Regions from separate parts of the Zea mays genome. Here region 2 is linked to region 1. The links are chromatin contacts, called in public Hi-C maps. All regions are on one chromosome and are shown on one strand. Each heading gives the region's core, a stretch centred on a gene start, on an enhancer-like site or on the middle of the called end of the contact. The rest is flanking DNA. Distances are from core to core; before and after follow the strand shown. Region 1 overlaps LOC100384206. Region 2 has its middle 140 kb from the start of LOC109944026.

Evidence for each region. Hi-C and Micro-C count contacts between places; a contact is called where the count stands out from the background.
Region 2: a contact with region 1 is called in a Hi-C map of tassel, with 4 times the contacts expected there. The contact joins two enhancer-like sites. A contact is called at or near these places in 2 of 25 Hi-C or Micro-C datasets (ear and tassel).

Annotation. Positions count from the first base shown.
Region 1 is chr2:137,218,482-137,226,090 of Zm-B73-REFERENCE-NAM-5.0, reverse strand. LOC100384206 reads right to left here. Exons shown (of 3, transcript NM_001357510.1): 2 at 6,739-7,561; 3 at 3,620-4,798. The coding sequence ends at 3,840. Among protein-coding and RNA genes, the nearest start is that of LOC100384206, 4.2 kb to the right of the region's middle. Within about 2 kb of position 5,075, at least 8 of the 20 cell types and tissues checked have an H3K27ac peak or open chromatin away from gene starts, as enhancers often do. A contact at or near this core is called in tassel, where this site is marked.
Region 2 is chr2:137,518,507-137,526,115 of Zm-B73-REFERENCE-NAM-5.0, reverse strand. No RefSeq gene overlaps it. Among protein-coding and RNA genes, the nearest start is that of LOC109944026, 140 kb to the right of the region's middle. Within about 2 kb of position 4,120, at least 3 of the 20 cell types and tissues checked have an H3K27ac peak or open chromatin away from gene starts, as enhancers often do. A contact at or near this core is called in tassel, where this site is marked.

The DNA of each region.
Region 1 (7,609 bases), core at 3,826-6,325:
CGAGTGTTCTAGGTGACACTCGGTAAAGAGATTACCTCTTGCCGAGTGTCCGCCAGTCTACACTCGGCAAAGGGGCCACCAACGGGACCCTTTGTCAGATTCTTTGCCGAGCGCGCTAGGAGGCACTCGGCAAAGCTTGCTTCTTTGCCGAGTGTCAGGGTCACAGCACTCGGCAAAGAAGCTTTACCGGTGCCTAGGTGTTCCTTCTCTGCCGAGTTCTATGACACTGACACTCGACAAAGAGGTTCTTTGTCGAGTGTTACACTCGGCAAAGTGCCCAGTATACACCTTTTTTATTTGTTTTTTCTATTCCATCCAAACAAACAAAAGATATCACATATACATCATAGATATCAAATAATCATCACAGATATCTCATATCACATATCTCATAAACACCATAAATCAAACAAGTTCTCACAACATTACTAACATGTTTGGACACAAACATAAGTATCCAACACTCAAGAACATAAGTCTCAAGTATCTCACAAAGCATTACCAACATCTAACAAGTTCAGACCGGGTTATCTCACAAAGTATGAACAACACTAAGAAAGATAATATCTCATCGAGGTGGGCGGCTGGACTGGTGCGTCGATGGGCTGGGCAATCCATGAGGGTTGTTGGATGCCACCCCAAATTGTCCCTGCACAGAGAAGAGACTGCATATGTTATACCAGATGAATATTTATCATGAAGAACTAGAATTTTGATACTCACAGGAGTATGAAACTGAGCAGGGTCAAGTGTAGGGAACAATGGAGGTGGTGGAGCAAAACCCTGTGCGGCAACAAGGCTCTGCATGTACTGGAACATCTCCGCCATCCTCGCCTCCATCTCCTGTCGTTCCCTCCTCTCTGTTTCTAGCTGGGTCTGTAATATTCCAAGCCAATGTTATAGTAACTCAAAGAGAAAGTATATAACTCAAGGAATGACGAGTTATAGAAACACTAACCTCGAGTTGTTGTATGTGATGATGTGAGTTGTCCTACCGAGATCGTATGGTTGGGCTCGAGCTCGTGCTCCTTGCTCGCACCTGAGACAGAGTGGGAGTGGACGACGAGTCGATTGCCCCCTCGGCAATCCAATATCGCACATGTCTCTTGCCTCCTCTGACCCTCATGAGGACACCAGGGTCAATCTACTCGGTCCTCAGATTGTATTCTAACCCATGGACCTCCTGTGACATGGCGGTGTAGTCATGAAGGCGGCTGTAGACGGTGGGGTTGCTGTATGCCTCGGGCCCGATATCCGGGTTGTAGGTGACGTCGGACGTCGCCTTACCCTTATGGGTCATAGCATAGGCCGAGAAGATGGAGCAAGGCTGGCCACCATGTGACGCCGACCGCAAGAAAACCGACGAGATAGTTAGAAAAATAATATCTAATCCAGTGTTATATACCTAAATAAAAAAGAAGGTGTACCCATGCTTCTGCATATTGGCCTAGGCTGCGGCTGCCTTGGCGGTGGGAGGGACCTTGCATCATCAGACGCTGTTCCCGGCTAGCGTTGTGCGCCTCGTCCCACTCAGGCGAGCACCACCTATCCACCATCTGCTCCCAGCACAGAGGATGTGCAGCGCACCAATATGGAATCATCTACAAAGTAAACATGTACACTGCATATCAGAAGATAAAATTAAGGAAAAATTAAAGTGTTGTATATTTTTTCTTTTTCGAACCAATTTTTTTGTGGTATGTTCCTACACTATGTAGACCTACATGTACCATTTTGGTACAATTATAAAAGTGTTTTCTATAACTATTAGATTTAGTTCGTTTAATTGAAATTCTTCAGAAAATTCACATTTGAACTGCAATTCACTCGAAACATGGAAAACCGTCAATGCAAAAATTATATCAATGTTATTTAGCACAAGTTACGACTGATTTCAGGAACAGATCGAAATCTTCGAGCACCATACTCACTAAACATGACCGTGAACTTATCATCAAGTTGTTTAAAAATTGTATAAAACACAAATAAAGTCAAAAAATTATGAAACTTGTCCACATGTCATGATATCATATGTAGAGGCTGTCATAAAAATTTGAAAATGTTTTGAGAAAGTTATGATGCACTACGTGTAGAAACCTATGTAGCCTACACATGAAATCATAGAGTTTTAATGTAGACCGGCTAGGTTTATACACGTAGTGCGTCACAACTTTCTTGAAACATTCTCAAATTTTTATCACAGCCTCTGCATATGATATCATGACATGTGGACAAGTATCCTGATTTTCTGATTTTGTTTGTGTTTTATACAATTTTTAAACAACTGGATGGCAAGTTCACGGTCATGTTTAGTGAGCATGGTGCTCCAAGATTCCGGTCTGTTATTGAAATCGGTCGTAACTTGTGAAATAACATGCATATCATTTTTTCATGCACGATTTTTCATATTTCGAGTGACTTGCAGTTCAAATGTGAATTTTCCGAAGAAATTCAATTAAATGAACTAAATCTATTAGTTATAGAAAACACTTTTATAATTATGTCAAATGGTACATGTAGGTCTACATAGTGTAGGAACATAGCACAAAAAGTTTGGTTGGAAAAAATATTTTGCCGAGTGTCCAAGAATGACACTCGGGACAACACGCTCTGCCGAGTGTCAGGGACCGGTACTCGGCAAAGATAACAGCTGTCAGATATAGACGGCTGCTGACGGTCCTTTGCCGAGTGGTTGGCATTCGGCAAAGTTGTCTTTGCCAAGTATCTTTCTGTGCCGAGAGTCCTTCTCTCGTTAAACGCGGTCATTACCGAGAGCAGAAATTTACCGATTGCAGCACTCGGTAAAGCGCCGATCAATCGACAAAGAGCCGGATTCCGGTAGTGTATGGCTGACCGGACAAGACATAGGCCATCAGAGGGGGAGAGCGGGCAGCGGACGCCTAGCTTTAGGAAAAAAAAACTATTAAAGGCTGATTTGGTGACCCGGGATCCCGGGAGGATCAGAGGGAATTGAGGGGGAAATTAGTTTATTTTCCCTCAATCCCCTCCAATCCTCCCGGGATCCTCTTGTCACCAAATCAACCCTAAAAGGTGTTGTTGCGCAGAGAGGCCAGGAGTTTCTCCTTAGTTCGACCGCCGAGCTCCTCCTCCAAGGCCGCAACTCGGGCCCTGGTGACCTCTTTCCCTTGCTCCAGGATACGGAGGTGGGAGTTTGATTTCACGCTCTCAACTGGAGTCGCACTGCTTGTTTGGAACACATGGTTTAGCCAGTAGCCAATTTGATTCGTATGTGACAAGTACCTTGCATGAATTTTGGTTGGGACATGGTTCTATGGATCCAGGGACATTGAAAAAAAAAATATGCGGCACCAGAATGTAACAGACCCAATATAGTTTACCACCAACTCGAATATAGAAGAGGAATTAGTTCTCTAGATACATGAGGAGAAGGAGTAATCTAGCCTCGAGCGTGATCTCGCCGCCAGTTTCCCGGTTCGTCGTCCAGATGTTCCTCGATGCCCTCTCAGCTACTGTTCTCCTCTTTTTATATTGCTTCCCTTGTTTATCCATGGTCGATATTTGGCCTGTAGTCCAGCCCAAAGACCTTTGCTCGGCCCAATCAGAGCAGTGCGCTGATAGCATTGTGACACAGAAACTTGCCTAGAAGTTAGAACTTGGACACATGGTAGAACGAACAATGGCTTTCAGCTTTCGCACTCTGATGGAATGGAAGCCGGAGCAATTCAGTATGCTCTCCACGAATTGAGAATTTTGGTGGCCTTACCGGCTGGGCCAAGGCGCACGCATGCAATAGTTAATGGACACTTCCCTAGCTAGCTACAGCGACTGCCGACGGCGCGTTGAGATCATCAGATGGATCATTTCCTGACGCGGCGCAGCGCGACGTACGCCAGCAGGCGGTAGCCGAAGAACATGGCGACGAGCGCGGCGACGCAGGCCCCGGGGCCAACCTCGCCGTGGACGGCCTCCGGTGGGAGCAGGCGCTTGAGGTGTCCGCTGTACTGCACGGCGATGAGCAGGCGGTAGCAGTAGTAGGTGAAGGAGGTGTACTTGGTCCAGACCATGAACCGCGGCACGCTGTGCACGTAGAAGCCGCCGGTGAGGAGGTATGCGAGCATGATGACGGTGACCAGCGTGGACGCGCGCTTGGCGTCCATCATGAGTGCGCCGACGGCGAGGCCGAGGCCGCCGGCGACGAGGACGTAGGCCAGGACGACGGCGAGCGTGAGCGCGAACGCGACGGGGGACGGGTTGAGCGCCGCCATGAGGTAGACGACGACGGTGAAGGCGGTGGGCAGGGCGAGCTCCATGGGCAGGTCCCCCGCGGTGCGGGCCAGGAAGTAGGACGAGAGCGCGTACATCCCCGAGGCGCGCTCGCGGGCCAGCACCGGGCGCTCCTGCGGGAACGCGAACACGGCGTTGAAGGAGGCGAAGACGCCCCAGAAGATGGAGGCGAAGAAGAGCAGGCCCAGGCGGTCCTGCACCGCCAGCGGCGACGAGCGCCACCACATGGCGCCCGCCACCAGCGCCGGCGCCATGATCTGGAACACGCGCAGCGACGCGAACGCCTCGTGCCGCCGCTCCTTGAGGCTGCGCCGGAGCAGCACCGTGAACTGGTTGCACCAGCTCGTGCTGCAGCTCTCCGCCGCCTCGCCGCCGCTCTGCACGTGCGGCGGCGGTGGCGGCTCCGCGGCCACGACGGAGGCCTTCACCCTCGGGGCCAGCACCTTGTTGTAGGACGAGATGAGCGACTGCTTCACGCTGCTGCCGCCTTGCTGTTGTGTTGTGACGGCATTGTAGTCTGCCTGGGCGAAACCTGTTCAAAATAAATTTTGAGAAAAATTCTCTTGGAGGCGGGGCCCAGTATAACAATTTCTCATCGAGTATTGCCATGCCATCGTGCTAGCTTTGGTCTGATGTGCTGGTGCACTGAGCTAATGAATGAATAAAAAAAAGAGGTGAGGGTGCCCCCGGCCCAACTCCAAAATAAAGGCAAAAAGGGGGGGCAGAAGAGATCGAAAGTGGCCTAGGCTCCAGAAACAGGGCAATTCTGCAGAGGGAAACGATATGATTCCTCCTGTCTAAAGCCAGCATGAAGCAGGGCATATGTTTCCAAGTCTAGCGTGCATACATATCCAGCGATCGCATGCATATATGTTAAGGTCACTGCCTATCTCGAGCAGCTTTACTCATTCTCACCTCTCGTTCCATCGTCTAAACAGTGCAGTACACAATGGAGAAATAGTGTTTTGACACCCATATGCACCTCTCCTTTATTCCCATTATACATGGATTGTTAAGATTAGAAAAAATTTGGAAAAACTTTAATTTGCTTGGGATTTAAACTTACACAATCTCAGTCAATCCACATATATTGAGAGCTAACCGAACAAGGTCTTAGTTGTGATGGAAGTTTATACCAAAATGTTCGTTCCTATGGATTTTTTTATCTCTCTTCATCAACATAATACCGTGTATTAGCACCATAATAAAAAAAAGAGGCAATTAGTAAAGGAAACCAGATCCAACTAAAAGCTGCCGCGAGTGTCGGAAGATCCATCCGTCATGCACACTCGCCTGTGCTAGACGACCAGGGATGTGTTTGCGTACGTGTTGCGTACTTGGGTTCACAGTAATGTATGGAGCTCATCCGCAACTTTCTCTGTACTATACACTAACAATTAATCGCCTGTGTTTGGACAAAACCAAACCCCATGTTGGTGACTGTCGACGCGCGTCGTTTACGAGTGGCCTATGCCGAAACAGGTCTTGGAAGTTGGAACACAGGGATGCTTTCAACTCGATCTTTGGGTGGTAGTCCGAACTGAGTGGTGATATATATACACACACCTGCGAATATCTATTACTGCATCTATTTTAAATTATAAGTCATTCTGGTTTTTTAGATATATATATATATATATAACTTTTCTCTCTCTCTCTACGTATACCTAAGTATCTAATACGTTGAGGCTAGAATGGTTTAGGATTGAAAAGAACGTGAGCATCTACCATTCCGTGGGAGGAGGAGCCACTGGGGTAGTGTCCTAATTCCCACCTTCAGACCTTCAGTGACAGGTGTCCCTTAGATGTTTTTTTTTTTCAACCTTAAAGTGCTTTGCAGAAAGGAAAAAGAAAGCGAGAGAACACTATGGATGCAAGAGGCACTACTCACCCCCCTCTCTCTCTCCACTCCTTTTTTTTCCTCTCATGCCTCTCTCTCTCTCTTCTTTGTTCGGTGCACTCCACACTCACTCGATGTTTTGCTTGTCTCCGGCCACTTGATGAATCTAGTCCTCACAATTGCAGAAAACGGTAGCAATAAGAACACACCAACACGGACTCTAGCTATAGTACTTCTGACTTCAACGCCACTTTTCCTCTCCATCTTAACACGATGTATATGTATATCTCTTTCTGTTGGTGCATGCCGTCGCTCAATTGCATGCCAGAATTTAGTACTCGATCTATTGATGCATGTCTCTAAGGCTGATTTGGTGACCGAGAATCCCGAGGGGAAGAAATCCTCTTGCTATTCAAAATTGAATTGCAAGGGGATTCCTCCCCCATGGATGCCTAGGGATCCCTAATCACCAAATCAGCCCTAAATGTGTGTTTCAACTCTTTAAAATTCTTCTGATTAGTTAAGACGATGAATAGATCGAAACTGAAACAGCTAGAAGAGAGAGACACGCATGCAAGGCAAAGCTGCAGTAGCCTGTGGCGTAGGCACACGTACATAATACGATGACTCACCATTTGCGAGGTCGAGCATGAAGTCGGCCGGGTTGACGTGGAATCCCGGCGCGAAGCCGACGGACGCGAAGTAGTCCATGGCGTCACGCCCGGCGCCGAAGTAGAGGCAGCTGCCCTCGGCGAGCAGCAGCACGGAGTCGAACATGCGGTAGACGCGGGAGGACGGCTGGTGCACGGACAGGACGACGGAGCGCCCCTTCCGCGCCAGCGCCGACAGCGTCGCCACGAGGCGCGCCGCGGCGGTGGAGTCCAGCCCCGACGTGGGCTCGTCGAGGACCAGCAGGCTCGGGTTCACCAGCAGCTCGTGCCCGATGCTGACGCGCTTGCGCTCGCCCCCGGACACGCCGCGCACGAAGGCGTTCCCGACGATGGTGTCGGCGCACGCGCCCAGGCCCAGCTCGCCGATCACGGCCTCGGCCGCCGCGGCCTTGGCGGCGGCGGGCGCCGACCGCGGCAGCCGCAGCATGGCGCAGAACGCCAGCGTCTCGCGCACCGTCAGGTGCGGGTGCAGCACGTCGTCCTGCGCCACGAACCCCGTGCGCCGCTGCACGGCGCGGCACGGGGGCCGCCCGCCCGCCAGCACCGTCCCGCCGTGGTGCCCCGCCAGGCGGCCCCCCAGTATGGACAGCAGCGTCGACTTGCCGCTCCCCGACGGGCCCAGCACCGCCAGCACCTCCCCGGGCCGCGCCTCGCCGGTGATCCCCTTCAGGATCGTCCGCTCCTCCGGCGCCGCGGCGCCGGAACCGGAGTGCGATATCCGCCCGCCCGGCGCCGCCTTCGAGGACCGCTCCGTCTGCTTCACACGGTACGACACGTCGATGAACTGCAGACAAACGACGACGACGACATGGATGAGGGATTCAGTTCAGTT
Region 2 (7,609 bases), core at 2,871-5,370, 300 kb before region 1:
AGCGAGTGCGAACATACATTCAACATTCTTAGAACATAAAGAAACAATATACCATACAAGGGAAACATGTGCAATACAAATTAGCGCTCGCTTCTATGGTCACACGAGAGAAAGAAACGGCGAGGTCGAAATAACGATTGAGAAGTTATTGCGTCTACGTTATACAAATATGAAATAGAACATTTAATTCGACATACTCGCATTACTCAACATTTATTAAAAGCAATTAAAACTATCGCCTAGTTTTAATTAGTTTGCTACGCTAACAACTTTTGGTTAGATAAATAATTCACATAACATTAGTGATTTATAAGCGAGACGAAGTAACAGTGTGAGGCGAAAATCGCCACCCGCGAAGCAGCACGTGCACAGTACGCGCACAACACGCGTACGACGCATGGGCGGACACTACACGCGAGAACTAATTAATAGGTAACATGATTAAACTAAACAATTACTTAATAAGAATAGTTTAGTTAAGATTAACTACGCTGATGTTGGTTTATAAATACGCAATTCAAAATTATAAATTGGATTTAAAATAGTGTCGTTCTATTAACCTCCGGTCCAACAAACATTTAAATAAATTAGATAAAATATGCAACAACAGAGAACTTTACTTCTAACATGTAGACAATTTTAATACGAATCTAACACAACTTGAACAGAATGAATCGGATTTAAAACGCAAAAATTATCGCAGTTTTAATTTGAACTAAATTCTTGCGTACAGATTAAAATGAAACAGAGACTAATCTGCAAAACTACCATCTTCTTCCTCCTCTCTTCTCCTTCCTCTCAACCATGGGACAGGGAGGAGGAGAGGAGGGGGCTGCGGAGGGGGGAGAGGGTCGAGCCGGCCGCACGGCCACGCGCGGCGCGCGCGCAGTGGAGGGGCACGGGGCTAGCGCTGGACGAACCAGTCGGGCTAACCGTCGCCGGGAAGGGAAGGGGGCCGCGCTGGGGTGAAACGGAGGGGGGGAGGGCCGCCGCCACCGGGGACGTGAGGGGAGGGAGAGGGAGGCCCTGCACGGACAGGAAAATGAAGAACACGAAGAAACCCTAGGTACAACAATGGTGGAGGCTCATCGGAGAAGACGACCCTCGCCGGAGCCGAACACAAAATCATCGATTGGGGATGAACCGTTGGTCGGATCGACGAATCAAAGGCACCAGGGCAAAGCTCTCGACGAGGCGAATGCAACGGTACCCTCGGATTCCATCAACGACGCACGGATCGAAAGTAATTGCTCGCCGGATTTGTTGCCAGAGTTGGAACCACCTCCGAACTTCGGCGATCGATTTCGGGAGTTTCAAATTGAATATGAGGGCAGGGTTTCGAATTTTGGAAAGGGCTCGACGAGAGGATTCCAGCCACATATACCATACATATATTGATAGGGTTTGAAGGTCTTTTATTTTTCGTAATTATGCTATTTTAAAATTAAAATTCATTTTCAAAAAAGGCTAAACTCATATTAATATCCAAAAAATATCTCGAAGGCTCCAACAATTTTGGAAAATTCCTATACATGATTTGGCACCAATGAACTCAAAAAACATATTTAGAACTATTGAAAATATTTTTAAGTATCTCAAATAAATAGATTTTGAATTTCTAAAACTAGACAAATATTCAGAAATATACGAAAATTTATGGGAGACTTCTACAAGACATATTGAAATGATTCAAACACTTCTTGCACTTGAAAACACTATGCAGCGGCATGAATGCAACAATCGTTACACTTCTAGAGCTCCTGCTAATATAGAACCAAAATAACTCTCTACTGATTTGATAAAGGGAAAAAAGTGAATAAAGGAAAGGGTAACACCTAAATTTTGAGTACAGAGTAAAAAAAAATTTATACCCAAAATTCAGGGTGTTACAAAATGTCAAGGATAAACAGGTCTTTTCCTTGCTAACTCACTGCCACGTCTGATCTTCCTAACCATGTTGAGCCGAGGCTCTAAACCTGCAGCGTTTTGTGCATGCCTGTTGCAGCTTCGGCACTCCCTTTGGTTGCAAACAATTCCTTTATCCTGAGGTCCTTCGGCAGAAAAGGAGACCCCCCAACACTAGCCTATTCGTGATGCTAGATTATTTTTTTTGTAATAAGCTCGATCCGCGAAACATGCGAAGGCTTCTGAATGCCGAAGTTTCGAAAAACACCTTCCTAAAGTGTTCCATTGATCGTATGCTTATATTATGTGCGTTGGATGTGAATCATCATATGCTTATGAGTCACAACCGTTTCGTGCATTAGAGTAGATGCTAGGTTTCGTTTGCTCTAGGGCGCTGTTTGGTTACGACTCCGTGAACGTAATCGACAATGGAATGGTTAGAGCTGTGATCCGGAAAAAAAATTTAAGTGAAACCTGTGATTGTTTGTTTAGAGGATTGTTTGTTTAGAGGATTTTTCTTCTCACTACGTAGGGGATTAGATAGGAGTGGGATCCGTTAACGATGTGAACTGATTACAGGCAAAAAAAACCCCAAACCAAACAGCACGTAGGAACCATTCTATAGCTGAAATGGTATCTTTATTTGTATTAACATTATAACATAGATTAGTTAGAATTGTTCTTAGGCCATGTTTGTTTCAACTTATAGATTATATAATCTAAATTATAATCTAGATTATATAATATGAATTATTTGCTCTGAATTAAATAATCTAGGTGATGTTGTTTGTTAGCTCAGATTATTTGGACTTGGCTTATTATTCATATGCATATAAATACAACAATACCTTTGTCTGTTTTACTTGTTTGGTTGGTGAGAACGCCTATGGACAGGACCGGGCCAGCATAATTCAAGGCCCTGTACCGATTTTTTCTTTTTTTTTTCTTTGTTAAGAATAGAGGGTATAGATTAATCTCATTTATTAACCGTGATTGAATTATTAATGTGGGAAATGGCTTAATAACGGTAACAAATGATCTTAACGTTTGGATGTTATGCCAGCATGTGCTAGCTGCACTTCGCCATATAGCTAAAATGAGTTGCATGACAGATTGGTACTCGGTTGTTACGACAAACACTATGTTTTATTCTTATCGAGCTGACTTAGCTAGACCTTCTAATCATTACTAAAATTTGTATTCTAATCATTACTAAAATTTGTATTGATTAAACTATCGCTAACTATTATTTTAGGGGCCCTTAGAGGGAGGGGGCCCTGTTCTTGTGCACCGGTGGCACATGCCCCCCCCCCCCCCGCCCGCCCGGGCCTGCCTATGGACAGGTGGATGAAAATTGGAAGTAATTTTAATCAACTTGCCATGGGTAGTGGGCTTTTTATAAAAAATAAGCTGAAATAAGCACCCTTTGATAAGCTTATAGGATTATCATAATCTCAAGTGCTAGATTATATAATCTTATCAGATAAGTTGCTTGTTTGTTTCCTCACTAGCTTATTTACATTGGATTATATTCCTAAACAAACAAGGTCTTAGCCTCAGACCGAGATAAACGAACGGACACTAAAATGTTTTTGATGGCCACGCGAGTGCTACACGCTTCCAAAACAAGAATAGATATATAGGTTTCTATATTATATATTACTCTAGACCTGCATGTGGTATATATGTTTTACGGATCTCTATATCGAATCAGATATATGTAATAGTTTAAAATTGGAAAATTAGCGCCCTCAAAATTAGCCCCGTTTAAAATCTGCCTTCTACAAAAATAAAAATACGAACTCAGGACCTCGAATGTTACTCAGATCACTGCAAAAATAAATCATGTTTTTTTCCACACACCGCATGGTTTATGAATTGAAACTTCATCTTTCTTAATTATAAAAAAACACTCCTAATGCATGCACGGTGCATCTGCGGCGCTGCGCATGATGCATGTGCATCCGTTGCAGACTCTACATGAGCCCTACAGAGCACGCGGCGCCGGTGGTGGCTCGTCGGCGCACTTGAGGCAGAAGCAAGTGCCCTTATTGCACTCCCCGCCGACGAAGCCATTGCCGACCGCCACGCACTCGTCGCGGCAGTAACGAAGGCCGTCGCTTCCGTGGCAGGCGTTGGGGTCCGGCGCCGGGTACTCTAGGCACCACGCTTCCACACCAGCATCTGCAGCCACCAAAGACAATTTTCATGTATTTTTTTCCAACAAAAAGAGAAGAGAAAGATATTATATTTGTACGTACTATATAGCATATATAGCATGTACTATGTGTTCCGTACCATGAGACGTGAAGGCTACTGCCAGCAGTAGCAAGGCAGATGCGACCAGGGCGGTGGCCTGGCGAGCCATATGGCTTCAGCTGCTTGCTCGTGAGGGGAGAGTAGCCTAGTGGATTTGTTGGATGCTGATTTGCACTGGGATGGATGATCGTCTCTGCCGATGGTGGCTGCTTTTATACAAGCGGAGGGTAACCGAGAATTGATTGTGAATAATGTCCTTCTAATTTTGTTGGGCTGTAAAATGGAAGCGTTTCCCGGATTCTAAGATACGATGCCTATCTGAGGATTGTTAAGGCCCAACAAGGAAGCGTTTTTCTCCTTTCTGGCACTGGCAGCAAATCAGCGTTCACCGATCTGGATCTTCCAATTGTTAGCAGTAGATACTATACTAGCAGCAATTTTGGTGCCGAGACTACCGGGGGATTCGATCGGACGGTACTCCCCTAAGGCAAATTGCATCGGCAGATCGGTAAAATTGCTGTAATCGTCCAATTGTCAATAGGCACATTTGTTCCAAATGAGCTTACTAGCTGAATTTTACCTGCTATATCTGTTTCGTGATGCTTCTTCTTGAGACTGCAAATACATGAGCGTTCCATTTTCCACGATATATATGGCGAAGTGATTTTATTAAAGCGTGCAAATAACGATGTACACGAACGACGCGCGCGCGAAACAGCATGCAAATAACGTGCGGACCGGACGCGCGGCGCGCGTGCACGAACATGCAAATGGACGACGACTACACGCACGACATGCGCGGAACGACGCGAGACGACACACACGACAACATGTGACTTGCGCGCAAGTCAGACGTGCTGCGCGCAGCGAGAATCACACGGCAGCGAGGGTGCGACGGGGCTGTGCGCAAGGGGTAGACAAAGCTCACCTCGCGACGACGGCGGACGGCTTGTCCAATGAGTGGTTTTATGTAAAGGCTTGTCCAATGAGTTGCCTACCGGCTTGTCCAAAGCTCACCTCTGCCACATACAACCAAGTGGCCTACCTGCTTGTCCAATGAGTGGTTTTATGTAAAGACTGACGAGAAGAAAAGTGAGAAACTCATAAGTATGGTAATGAGCCCCTTGAAGTTAAGCTTCGGCATGACAAGGCCATTATGCAACATGCAACTGGCCTCCCCATGCCAGTAAGCCGAAGTAGAATTTAGAGTTGTGGCTGAGCATATCAGTACTCGGGACTTAGTGCAAGAATATTTGACCCACAAAACTTTTCCAACATTAGGTTGGTGGGGAATGCCGAAAAAGAAAGATGAAGGGAGGAAGTTTGAACTTGTAAGGCTGCCATATCGATTTAAATTCCAAAATAGTTTCAGCGGCCCTTATGCCGAATGGCCGGAAATGACAGAGACAATGTGCAATGAAATCCTTGGTAATTACACCAAAAAAGAGGATCAATTGACGACTGTCGCTTTTGGTACTCGAAAGAAACAAAGGCTGAACCGAGTAATGGACGCCCTTGGCTTCGAATACTGAAAGGGAATTAGGCTTACACCTATTTCCTAATTAATTTTGGTGGTTGAATTGCCCAACACAAATAATTGGACTAACTAGTTTTGCTCTAGTCTATAAGTTATACAGGTGCCAAAGGTTCACACTTAGCCAATAAAAAGACCAAGAAATGGGTTCAACAAAGAGAGCAAGGGATAACCGAAGTGTGCCCTGGTCTGGCGCACCGGACAGTGTCCGGTGCACCAGGGGACTCCAAGATGAACTCTTCACCTTCGGGAATTCTCAGAGGTGCTCCGCTATAATTCACCGGACTGTCCGGTGCACCACCGGACAGTGTCCGGTGCCCTAGAGAAGAGCGACTCTGAACTCGCCAGCTTCGGGAATCCGCTCCGCTATAATTCACCGGACTGTCCGGTGAGCCAGCGGAGCAACGACTACTTCACACGCAACGGTCGACTGCAACGCATTAAATGCGTGCCTGCGCGCACAGAGGACAGAGCATGCGCGGGTGGCACACCGGACAGTCTACAGGACTTGTCCGGTGCACCACCGGACAGCCAGGCGGGCCCACAAGACAGAGCTCCAACGGTCGGAACCCAATGACCTGGTGACGTGGCTGGTGCACCGGACACTGTCCGGTGGCGCACCGGACTGTCCGGTGCGCCATGCGACAGCAGCCTCCACCAAACGGCTAGATTGGTGGTTGGGGCTATAAATACCCCAACCACCCCCACATTCAAGTCATCCAAGTTTTCCACCTTCCAACTACTTACAAGAGCTAAGCATTCAATACAAGACACACCCAAGTGATCAAATCCTCTCCCAATTCCACACAAGGCTTTAGTGATTAGTGAGAGAGATTTGTTGTGTTCTTTTGAGCTCTTGCGCTTGGATTGCTTTCTTTCTCATTCTTTCTTGCGATCATCTCAATTGTAAACAAGGCAAGAGACACCAATCGTGTGGTGGTCCTTGTGGGAACTTTGTGTTCCAATTGATTGAGAAGAAAAGCTTACTCGGTCCGAGGGACCGTTTGAGAGAGGGAAAGGGTTGAAAGAGACCCGGTCTTTGTGACCACCTCAATGGGGAGTAGGTTTGCGAGAACTGAACCTCGGTAAAACAAATCCGTGTGTCACACTCTTTATTCGCTTGCGATTTGTTTTGCACCCTCTCTCTCGGACTCGTTTATATTTCTAACGCTAACCCGGCTTGCAGTTGTGTTTAAGTTTGTAAATTTCAGATTCGCCCTATTCACCCCCTCTAGGCGACTTTCAATTGGTATCGGAGCCTGGTGCTTCATTAGAGCCTAACCGCTCGAAGTGATGTCGGGAGATCACGCCAAGAAGGAGATGGAGACCGGCGACAAGCCCACTATAAGCCACGGGAAAGCTTCATCGGAAGAGTCCCGCAACAAAGGGAAGGGGAAGGAGAAGAAATCCTCTTCCCACAAGTCGCATCGGAGTGGCGACAAGAAAAAGAAGATTTGGAAGGTGGTCTACTACGAGACCGATACTTCATCACCTTCCACCTCTGGCTCCGATGCGCCATCCATTACTTCTAAGCGCCATGAGCGCAAGAAGTTTAGTAAGATCCCCTTACGCTATCCTCGCTTTCCTAAACATACACCTTTACTTTCCGTCCCATTAGGCAAACCACCAACTTTTGATGGTGAAGACTATGCGAGGTGGAGTGATTTAATGCGATTTCATCTAACCTCACTCCACAAAAGTATATGGGATGTCATTGAGTTTGGTGTACAGGTACCATCCGTAGGGGATGAAGATTATGATGAGGACGAAGTGGCCCAAATCAAACACTTCAACTCCCAAGCCACAACTATACTCCTCGCCTCTCTAAGTAAAGAGGAGTACAACAAGGTGCAAGGATTAAAGAGCGCCAAGGAAGTTTGGGACGTGCTGAAGACCGCGCACGAGGGAGAT